Regions from separate parts of the Anser cygnoides genome. Here region 2 is linked to region 1. Evidence: chromatin contacts called from public Hi-C data. All regions are on one chromosome and are shown on one strand. Each heading gives the region's core, a stretch centred on a gene start, on an enhancer-like site or on the middle of the called end of the contact. The rest is flanking DNA. Distances are from core to core; before and after follow the strand shown. Region 1 holds the start of CRAT (carnitine O-acetyltransferase). Region 2 holds the start of KYAT1 (kynurenine aminotransferase 1).

The links. Hi-C and Micro-C count contacts between places; a contact is called where the count stands out from the background.
Region 2: a Hi-C map of liver shows a contact between it and region 1, with 4 times the contacts expected there. The contact joins the promoter of KYAT1 here to the promoter of CRAT in region 1. A contact is called at or near these places in 2 of 7 Hi-C or Micro-C datasets (both in liver).

What each region holds. Positions count from the first base shown.
Region 1 is chr20:6,154,529-6,159,397 of Taihu_goose_T2T_genome, reverse strand. It overlaps CRAT (carnitine O-acetyltransferase), which reads right to left and starts at 3,117. Exons shown (of 14, transcript XM_048053057.2): 1 at 2,964-3,117. The coding sequence starts at 3,095. It overlaps PTPA (protein phosphatase 2 phosphatase activator), which reads left to right and starts at 3,381. Exons shown (of 9, transcript XM_048053203.2): 1 at 3,381-3,535. The coding sequence starts at 3,511.
Region 2 is chr20:6,305,052-6,309,847 of Taihu_goose_T2T_genome, reverse strand. It overlaps KYAT1 (kynurenine aminotransferase 1), which reads right to left and starts at 2,091. Exons shown (of 14, transcript XM_048054695.2): 1 at 1,937-2,091; 2 at 148-269. The coding sequence starts at 231. It overlaps LRRC8A (leucine rich repeat containing 8 VRAC subunit A), which reads left to right and starts at 4,444. Exons shown (of 4, transcript XM_048053037.2): 1 at 4,444-4,548.

The sequences.
Region 1 (4,869 bases), core at 1,868-4,367:
CCAGTGCAAGGTTCAGGTCTGCTGGCTGCATGCTCTAGCAATCTCTAGTCTCGTCTCTAGATGGTTGTAGGATCTCCCAAGGATCTCTGCTTGATCTCCCGAGATCCTGATTCCCATCTCATCAGAGGAAACACCGCCAGGATAACGAAACATCTCCCAGTGTCTGGGCATGTTTCAGCTGTGTTTGACAATGTCAAACCCTTCCATCCCATGTTAAGTGGGAACAAAGTAAATTGTGAAAGAAATTTCCTCTTAGCCAGAAACTGTTTCATCGCTTCTTATGATGTACAACAGCATCGTACGATACCCTCGTGCCAAATCAAACAACCCTTTACACTTTGAGGAGGCAGAATGTAGTTAAGGCGAGTCAAATCTGAGGCACAATTAACTCCCCCCGCCCCAGCTTTGGCCAGGGATGGTTTATCACCAGCGACGGCTGGGGAGGACTGGCTGTGATGTGCTGGCCCTGGGGCAACGCTCCTTTGTGCTGGTGAACCCCCCCCAGTTCGTGGAGGACCCAGCTGTATTAGGAGGACCTCTATCTAGTGGTGCCGTTACGGATCTGGCCAAATTATAGGGATCTTTGGAGAGGGGTCAGAGTGAACTGTTCGGGAAATCGTGGCTGCTATAAACAGGCTGCACAGATCGGACAGGGAGCGAAAGCCCTTAGAAAGCTCCGCACCAGATGCTCTTCTACAGGACTCTGGACTTTGCCTGAGGATGCAAAGCCAGTGAGAACATGCCCTTTGCTTTCCAAAGCAATAAGAAAATAGGTGTCCGCCAGCCCCCACCTCCCAAGAGTTAAGCACGGAGAAGAAGAAAGCTAAGTCTGCAAGGCGACAAAAGCCTTCTGTGCAGTGCTGAGCCCCCAGCAAAAATGCTCTACGCTCCTCGGAGGACCTGCTAAGAACTATGGGGTCAAGATCTGGGGAAGGAATGTTAAAAACAAGAGAAGGGGGAATTACTGAAGCATGAAAGGAGAGGGGCTGGGAAGAAATGAAGGGGGTTAATCATGGCAGCGTGGGCATACTGTACCTTCTCTGCTTGCTTCTGCTTCCTATCCATGGCTGGGAGGACAGAAATGATCGTAAAGCTCTCCCTCGGCCTGTCTTGGTTTCCTCTTCCCCCTGACAATGTGCTGCCCGTGCAGGGCGTCACCTCATTAGCAAAGTGCCACATGACTGCTCTGATCAGAGGGCTAAAGGCCAGACACAGGCCCGGGAGAGCCGGGGGTAATCTGCGGGTAATCGGACCGTCCGATTGCATCAAGCGCCGCAGAGGCACCTCTCCAGGAAGCCCTCCCTCGGCCGCTGCCCGTCAGCCCCGCGTTGCCCGTTCGGTGCCTGCTGCTCTCTCTTCGATCGATAGTTCTGGGCCCCCAGCCATGGCAGAAGTGAGGGTGCTGGGCATGTTTTTCCCTCAGCGCGCAGGAGCGGAGGGGGGGGCTTCTCCCTTAGAGGCTGCCTGCAGTGAAGCTGCAGCAGCCAGGGGGAGGGGAACCAAAATACCTGCGGGCAGGAGGGACCCCAAGTTCTGTCCTGGAAGCAGGCGGCACCAGGGGGTGTCACTGCATGGGACAAGCACGGGAAGCACTTCTGTGGGTGATGGGGAATTTAGTCCCTTTACTCAGGTAAAGGTGGCCAGAGGGCGTTGGATGAGGACAGCTCTCCAGCAGGAACGGGTCAGTGACTGCGTCAGTAGGGGAATTAGTGGGAGACAGGAGCAGGTTCACTTTGGGGCTAAAGGTGGTGTCCTACTGCCCTCGCCCCCATGCACGTATGATCGTTATTGCACGGCTGTGGGGAGCTCTGGGCCATCAACCCTTAAAAAGAGTAAAAAAAGTATCTCCAAAGCAGGGCAGCAACAGAACTGTGCTGTCACAAGGACTATTTCCCCATCTTTATGTCTGTCTGATCTACTGTGGGGCAGATGAGCAGGCTTTAACGTAGCTAAGATCAAGTATGATAATCCCAAGCAACGAGTTTCATATTTCCCTAGGGTTAACCAGGAAAATCCCAAACCACAGTGAGAACGCCCCCGTTTAAAAGCACGGAGCGGTTTTGCATCGTTCCTCTTTCACGTCCTCTGCTTGCTCGGTGCGAGGTCAAAGCGCAGCACTTGGTGGGAGGAGGAGGAGGAGCAGCGATCGCGGCCGAACAGAGGAGAGGCAGCCGGCAGCAAAAGACAGCGCAGAGCCCACCTTTTCCCCACGAGCGACGGGGAAAACGAACACGCGCGGGGTGCGCGGCCGTGGCCGGCTCGGGCTGGCGCCGCTCCCCGGCCCCGTTGCAGCTCGGCAGCTGCCCTTTCCCAGAGCCTGCCAAGCCGCTGGGAAACCCACCTGCGGGCTGGGGCTGGAGGGCAGCAGGCATTTCAGAGCCGGGTCCGATTCCCAGCACGGCCGGAGGTGTCAGGTGGCGGCGGGGTTTGTCTTTTCTTTTCAATCGGAAACCGGAGCCCTCTCGCACCCCGAGAAAGCGGCTCGGGGGGCGAGGCCGTCACGTAGCCCCCGCTGTCCGCCGCCGCCGCCTCCTCCTCCCGGGGGGATCTGCCGGGGGGCTGCCTTCCCCTGCCTGCCCCTCGGCAGGGGCGTTGGGACGGGCGGCCCGGGGGGGTGCGGGGGTCACCGTCCCCGGGGGGAGGGGGGGGGGGGGGGGCTCACGGCCGGGCCGGACGCGGTGCTTGGGGCCAGGCGCGGCGGTGACACGGGCGGCAGGGGACGGCTGGAGCAGCTGATCCTGAAGGGCTTCTCCAACCCTACGCACCCAGAATGACGTTCCCTCGCGGTTTTAGGGTTCCCTGAACGCCAACCCCGCAGGGCTGAGCCCCCCCCGAGCCCCCCCTGCGCGCCCCGTGCCCAGCCCCGCTCCAGCACCCCCCGCCCGGTCCCGTCCCGTCCCGGGCCCGCCGCCGCCCCCTCGCCCCCCCCCGGCCCTGCCCAGGCCCGCTGGGCCCCCACTCACCGCCGCCCTGGCCACGAAGGCCAGCATGGCTCCGCGCCCGCCGCAAGGACACCGGCGACACCGGGCACCGCCGCCACCGCCGCCGCCGCCGCCCCGCTCGGCCGCCAAGGGGCGGGGCCGCCCCGCCGCCATCTTGGAGCGGGGCGAAGCCGGCGCTGCCATCTTGGATAAGGGCGCAGCCCCGCCGCTGAGGGAAGGAGGCGGTTTCCGAAGGGCGAGGCGGCTCCTCCGCAGGCTGCTTTGCTCGGAGCTCAGCGAGGGGGCGCCCTGCCCGCTGAGGAGCGCCTCTCCTCCCTCCTAACGCCGCTCAGCCGCTCCCCGCTTCGCCCTTCACAAACATGGCCCTGTGGGCAAAAGCCGTGCCCTACACCAAGATGGCGGCGGGGGCGCGACGGTGGCCGGGAGCGGCCAAGCCGGCGGCTGCCTGCCGCTGCCCCTCAGTGCCGGGCGGCGTGCCCTTCTCAAAGATGGCCGCGGGCGGCTTCAGCGCGTCCTGGGGGTGAGGGGGGAGAGGTGGCGGCGGCGGCGGCGGCCGGGCTCCGGGAAGATGGCAGAGAGCGAGCAGCGGGCAGGTGACGGGGGGAGCGCGGCCGGGAGCCGGCGGGGCCCTGACGGGGTCCTGGGGATTCGGGGGACTGGGGGGGGGGCGGCTCTTTGGGGGGTGGCGGGGGGCTGCCCCGTTTTTGGGGGGAGAAGCCCGCTTTTTTGGGGGGGCTGCCCTTTTGGGGGGAGAAATTCCCTTTTGGGGGAGGAGGAGCTGCTCTTTTTGGGGGGGGAGCTCCCTTTTTTATGGGGGGGACCTCCCCCTTTTTGGGGGAAAAGCTCCCCTTTTTGGGTTAAAACTCCCCTTTTGGCGTCCAAAGCGGCTGGTACCGGGCCGGGGGCGGTCCCTGTGCTGAGGGGTTTGGGGCCACCGCAGCAGGCCGGGGCTGGGCTGTGCCGCCCGCTGGTCGTGCCTCAGTTTCCCCGTGGTGAGGGACGGGCAGCACCGAGCCCCTCTCACGGCGGGACCGGGACCGGGACCGGGCTGGGAGCGTCCGGGTCCTGGGGCCCTGCACCCCGGGGCAGGCCCTGGCCTCCTCTCGGGTCTTTGCGCGTCGTTTGTGGCACCGAACAAGTCGGCGTTTGCCTTTCCCACCGCAGCTCTGGAGGTTTTCGCTGCGCTCGTGCCATAAGCTGTGTTATAAAGAGCGCCGTCATCGTGGTGCTAATCGCTGGGTGAATTTTCAGAAGGCAGGGAGACGTCTTTCTTCTGAATTCCTCACGTCCTGTTCCTCTCATCCCTGTATCCGGGGTTTTACTGGAACCTATGATCGGGGACAAACCTAACACCCGAGGCAGGTGATGAGACTCCGTCAGTTCTTAGACGGAGAATCGTTTCTAAGGTTACGTGACAGATCTGTAGCAGATTCTCTGTGGTTCCTGGGATTTTGGGTTCCCTTTCCCCTGATCTGCCTGTTCGACAGCGCTGCTCTGCTGCTTCTGGGGAGTATCTCGGTGTAAGTGCAGCCTGCGATGTTTTGGGGAGGTCCAGTTTGGAGCAGTACGCTGCGGAGCCGGTGCCTGAGCTTGCTGGGGCGTGGAGAGCAGCCACTGAAGTGCTGCCAGCGCTGAACAAACGCCTGCAGGTTTTTTGGGATTAAAATGATGAACCGGGCGACTGTTAAGAGAATTCACGAATTCACATTAGCACCCGGTTCCCCTAACAGGGGTCTGCTGCACCGCCTCATGCTAATTAAAGTTGCGCTTACAGGAACGTGTTTGGGTTGGGATGCCCAGGGGAAGAGCTGCGTTAGTGATCAGCACGCGCATCAAATGTTATATTAACTGGGCTCTGGTAGCGCTTTACGATTTAAATGCTCTTTGTAGCTTCCACCTGGAAGGTGCTGGGTCCCATCGAGCCCCT
Region 2 (4,796 bases), core at 842-3,341, 150 kb before region 1:
TTACAGCAGACATTGCATCAGGGTGACTTTTCCTGACATGCCCTATCTGCTGCCACTGCCAAGGCTCGTTCCCCAGCTCCACGCCGCTGTGGCCTGAGCCAGGGAGCAGGCTGCGGGCCAGAAGCAGTTGTGCTGGGCATTCAATACCTCGCTGGAGCAGGAGCTATATCCAGCGCCGCAATTCCTCTCCAGCAAGAAGTGACGCAGAGACGGTCCTGCTCTCCTGAGCATGCCACGGCTCCTGCTGTCTCACTCTTGTGGGCACGGACCTGTATTTCCCCAGACACAAAGCAGAGGGATGAGAAAATCGCTCCGCGGCTGCAGGCATGAAGCAAAGGTTTCTTTTACCTGGGGACACAACGCAGGTCCAGACCCAAAGCTGTGGTTACTTCACTCTGGATAGGAAAAGGCAGCCCAGACACTTTGTGTGTTGTCACTGCAATGTCAAACAGGGCTGGGGCTGCACTTTGTGCCTATGACACACATGAAAGCAGGATCACAAGGGCAGCACCTGCAGCTTCTGCCTCCTCTCCCCCCGGTTCCACGCTACCACTGCTTTCCTCTGCACTGGGGCAGTGGTATAGACACCAGCGAGAGGGGATCCTCTGGAATCGTGTGTCCTTCATCACCTTCCCGCCTGCTTTTTCCCTGGTGTCTCCTGCCTCTGCCCTTCCTCTCCTTCACCTTCACCTGATGTGGCTGTAGCTTGGCTGCACAACTCGGGCACCCTGCCTCTCGGGGCTGGCAAGGGAAACAAGGGGCCTGAGGGGTTAATGTGCTTATGGATTTTGGTGTTTAGGTTTCCTTTAAGACCCCAAATAAATTAATTTCTGTGCCTGATGCAGCCTGTTCCTTCACCTCAGGTCCCCTCAACTATTCTACAGCACTGCCAAAGCACGTGGTATTTAAGCTAAAATAAATTGCTTTGTTAGATACTTTAGATAAAAGGGGTGAGTCTGGAGGATGCATGCACCTTTATTTCCATCAGCTACAGATTAATTTACTGCTAAATTTACTGAAAAAAATAAATAATTAAAACAGGTTTGAAGATGGCCAGCACAAGGGTAGGTTCTCGGTACTGCTAGATGCCCTCCCTATCCTTACGTGCAGGCTGAGTCCCCTCTGCTTGCATTTTGTGTTATTTCTAAAAAGCAAAAAGCAGCAGCCAGCCAGTTTTACATCTCTTTGCCCAGGTAGGAAAAAACAGCATGATTTATGGAAAATGGGGCATAATATTTCTCAGGACTGTGAAATATCTGCCTCCTCCCTGTGCAGGGGACAGGTGCTGGGATGGGGGGCACTGCTTTGGGGTGCAAAGCAAGTGAGTGCCAGACTGCGGGGACTAAGCCTGCAGGTGACAAAATGAAATTGTGGCAATAAAAAGGGCTTCACTGGCTTACACCGAACTGTGGAGCGTGCTTGAGAGGTGTGCACAGGGCTCCTGCAAGGAGCTAGAGGCAGTGCTGGACTCTGGGAGCTGCTCCCGGCAGAAGCACTGGGGCTAGGGCAGGGGCTCTGCCTCACCTCCCCAACCCTGGGCAATGTTTTGCAGTGGGGTCAGCCACCGGGGAGTCAAAAAGCCTGGGAAAGGCTCAGGGAGCTTCTCCCTTGGCTGAGTTTTCAGGCCGTGCCGTACCTACGCTCCCTGCAAGGAGCAGGGCAGGCGGGACGGAGCACTCAGGATTTTGGAGGAGGCAACCGAAAGGTCACCGCAGGGATCGGTCGGTCACTCACCGGCGATCTCCTCCGTCCCGGTGCTGCCCAGGCGGCCAGCCTGGCCGCTTGTGGGTGCACCCGAAGGGCTCTGGGGGACGAGGGTCCCCCTGCACCCACTGCACCACAGGAACACGGGCGAATGCAGCAGCCAACGAGTGCACACGCGTTGGCACGGGGCAGCCCCTCAGCAGGGGTGGCAGTGGGGGTAAAACCAACTTACGTCAAGCTGGGACACGCTGCATTACGCTGCAAAAGTCCGGCACGACCACCCAGGCTGCCCGCACACACATGCCGGTCTCCCCATGTACCAAAATGCTTCATCTGCAGCGGGGACTTCCTGGGAGGAGTCTCGGAAGCTGCAGGAAGGCAGAAATCGAGCTACAACACTCGGATAGAGAAGATGGTACCGGGGAAAAGGAGCTCTCGGGTCACTCCGAAGCACCAGAAAGGAGAGGGCTTTGGGGAACTGGTGCCTTCCTCGCAGTGGCTCAGAGCCAGAAGTGCCAGAGGATCTTGGCTGCCTGAGAAAATAACGCAGCCTATTGTTCAGATGGAGCCTTGTACCTGTAACGGGGTAATTAGTGTGGCAGGGCTCTAATTACCTGCAGCATCGTCCAGCTCCTGGGCTGTGGACAGTCAGAGGGACAGAGACCAGCCTCAGAGGGGGATTTTGGCAGGTATGCAGGAACTGAACTCTCCACCAGGTGTGTGAGAGGTGACAATTGCTCAAGTGAGGCGTAGAGAGCAAATTATCTTCTCTCGGCTTCCCTTTTCCTTTTGTGACAGGGCATTACATGCCCTGGTGAATCAGGTCGTGTAGCTCTCCTGAGTAATGACTGTCTCCCTCTCTCAGTAGGAAAAAGTGAGGCACAGGGAAGGAAGCGGCTGACGTCCGCTGTGCAAAGGTTCCCGACTCCTGACACGACATCCCGCCGCCAGGCCCACAGCATCAGTGCCGTGACTAAGCGGGAGGGAATTTCTGTGCAGGCAGATGCAAACTCTTTGTTTGCTAAACTTCTGTTTAACTCAAACACTGAAACAAACAACTGGAAGGAGAGCTTTTGTTTGCTCCTGTAAGGATTTCACAACACATCCTGAGACAATCTTACAGCTCAGTCCCTCCCGCTGCCCTAATCTGGGGTTGTTTGATTCTGAGTTGAGCTCACTAGACATGCTAAACCAGCAGAAAGCCATTCTGGTAGAAAAAATGGGCAGTTTTCTGTCAGGTTCATAAGCTGAACAGGCCCAGGGCAGGGTGTGAGTGCTAAAGCCACAGCAAGGAAGTAGAGACCTGGGCAGGGCCCAGAGCAGAAGGGAATGGGGAGAAGAGGCCATGGGCAGGAGTATGAACTCTCATCCTCTTTGACAGGATTTGGCCTTTATGCTGGCTCAACTGTAACATGTAACTTCACCTTATTTTCCCCTTAAAATACAGCAGAAAGCATATTTTGATTTCAGTACATCCAAACATGAACAATCATTCTTAATGTCATATTTTCCAAAAATCTAGCTCTTGCCCTGTGTTAGGTATTGTCTCCAAAACTGTCCTCTGGCAGGTGGGATCAAAGCTCCCCTGGTGCAGGTCCTGTGCCCGTGGTTACAGAGATATTAAGACCAATAATGTTCCTAGAAAGCCACAGATATGCTTATTTTACTACAGCAGCAATCATTGGTGTATACAAGTTAAAATTGGCTGCACTTAACCACTCAGAACTGCTTTTTGTACACTGATGAAATTATAGTGAATGCCTTTGAACTATCCTTTATGAATATTTTAAAAAATGATGCTGCCCATCGTCCTCTAATGAGTCAGCCAAATGCAAATAATCATGAGTGGATCAGCCTGCTTTTTTTCAGGTCCCACAAAACTGCTGGTGGATGTATCCTCTCCACACAGCATTATTCCTATTCCAGCAGTGAGGAAATGAACGCTGTTTTTTAGTGGTCTCAGTTTGCTGAACTGGAGAGGAGGAGGCTCAGGGGAGACCTTATTGCTTTCTACAACGACCTGAAAGGAAGGTGTGGGGAGCTGGGGGTTGGCCTCTTCTCACAGGTAACTAGCGATAGGACAAGAGCGAATGGCCTCAAGTTGTACCAGCAGAGGTTCAGGTTGGAAATTAGGAGACATTTCCTCTCAGAAAGAGTGGTCAGGCATTGGAATCGGTTGCTTAGGGAGGTGGTGGAGTCACCGTCCCTGGGGCTGTTTAAGGAAAGGTTGGACGTGGTGCTTAGGGACAGGGTTTAGTGGGTGACATTGGTGGTATGATAATGGTTGGACCAGGTGATCTTGAAGGTCTTTTCCAACCTTAAGGATTCTATGATTCTAGATGAGAAGAATGGTGTTTTCCACATAGAATCATAGAATATTCCCCTTTAGAATTTTTTCCATAGGTTGGTTCTTGAGGAATGAGCGGTAAATGATGATTAAATGATTGGGTACTGACGTTAAAATATTTTCGTTCTCCTATTAAATAGCCTTGATGTTGATGCTGGTTGTATCCACTATAAACTGTAAGGCAGAGGTAAATCTTGTTATACAGGATTGTTTTCCAGAAAGAGTTTGAACTCCAAAACAGAGCTGTCCTGCCACAGGCCCCCACAGGCCCTGGGCTGAGCCCAGCGTCGCGGCTGCCCCTTTAAGACTCTCCCCATTTTGCCCCCTGCCCTGCACCAAGATGGCGCCCACGCCTTCACCTTCCCCCCCCCCCCGCCGCATTACGCCCCCGGCGCCCTGCGTAAAGATGGCGCCCCCTTCCCTTCGCGCCCGCTCCCAAGATGGCGGCGCCCTCCTCCCCTGACTAGCGGCGGCCGCCGCCATGCCGGGCGGGTGAGGTCAGTTCCTGGGTGGGGCGGCCGCGGTGCGGTCAGGGCCGAACAAAAGGAGCCGGAACCGGCGTGAGGGAGGGAGGGGAACGGGACGGACGGGACGGCGGGGCCAGGTGGGTGCGGGTGGCGATGGCGGGGAGGCTGGGGTGCGTCCCCCCGTCCCCCCCTGCGTTCCCCCCCTCAGCGGCTGGGAGGGGACGGGCAGGGCACGGCACGGCGGGGTCTGGGGGTGCCTGAGGGGGGATCCGTGAGGG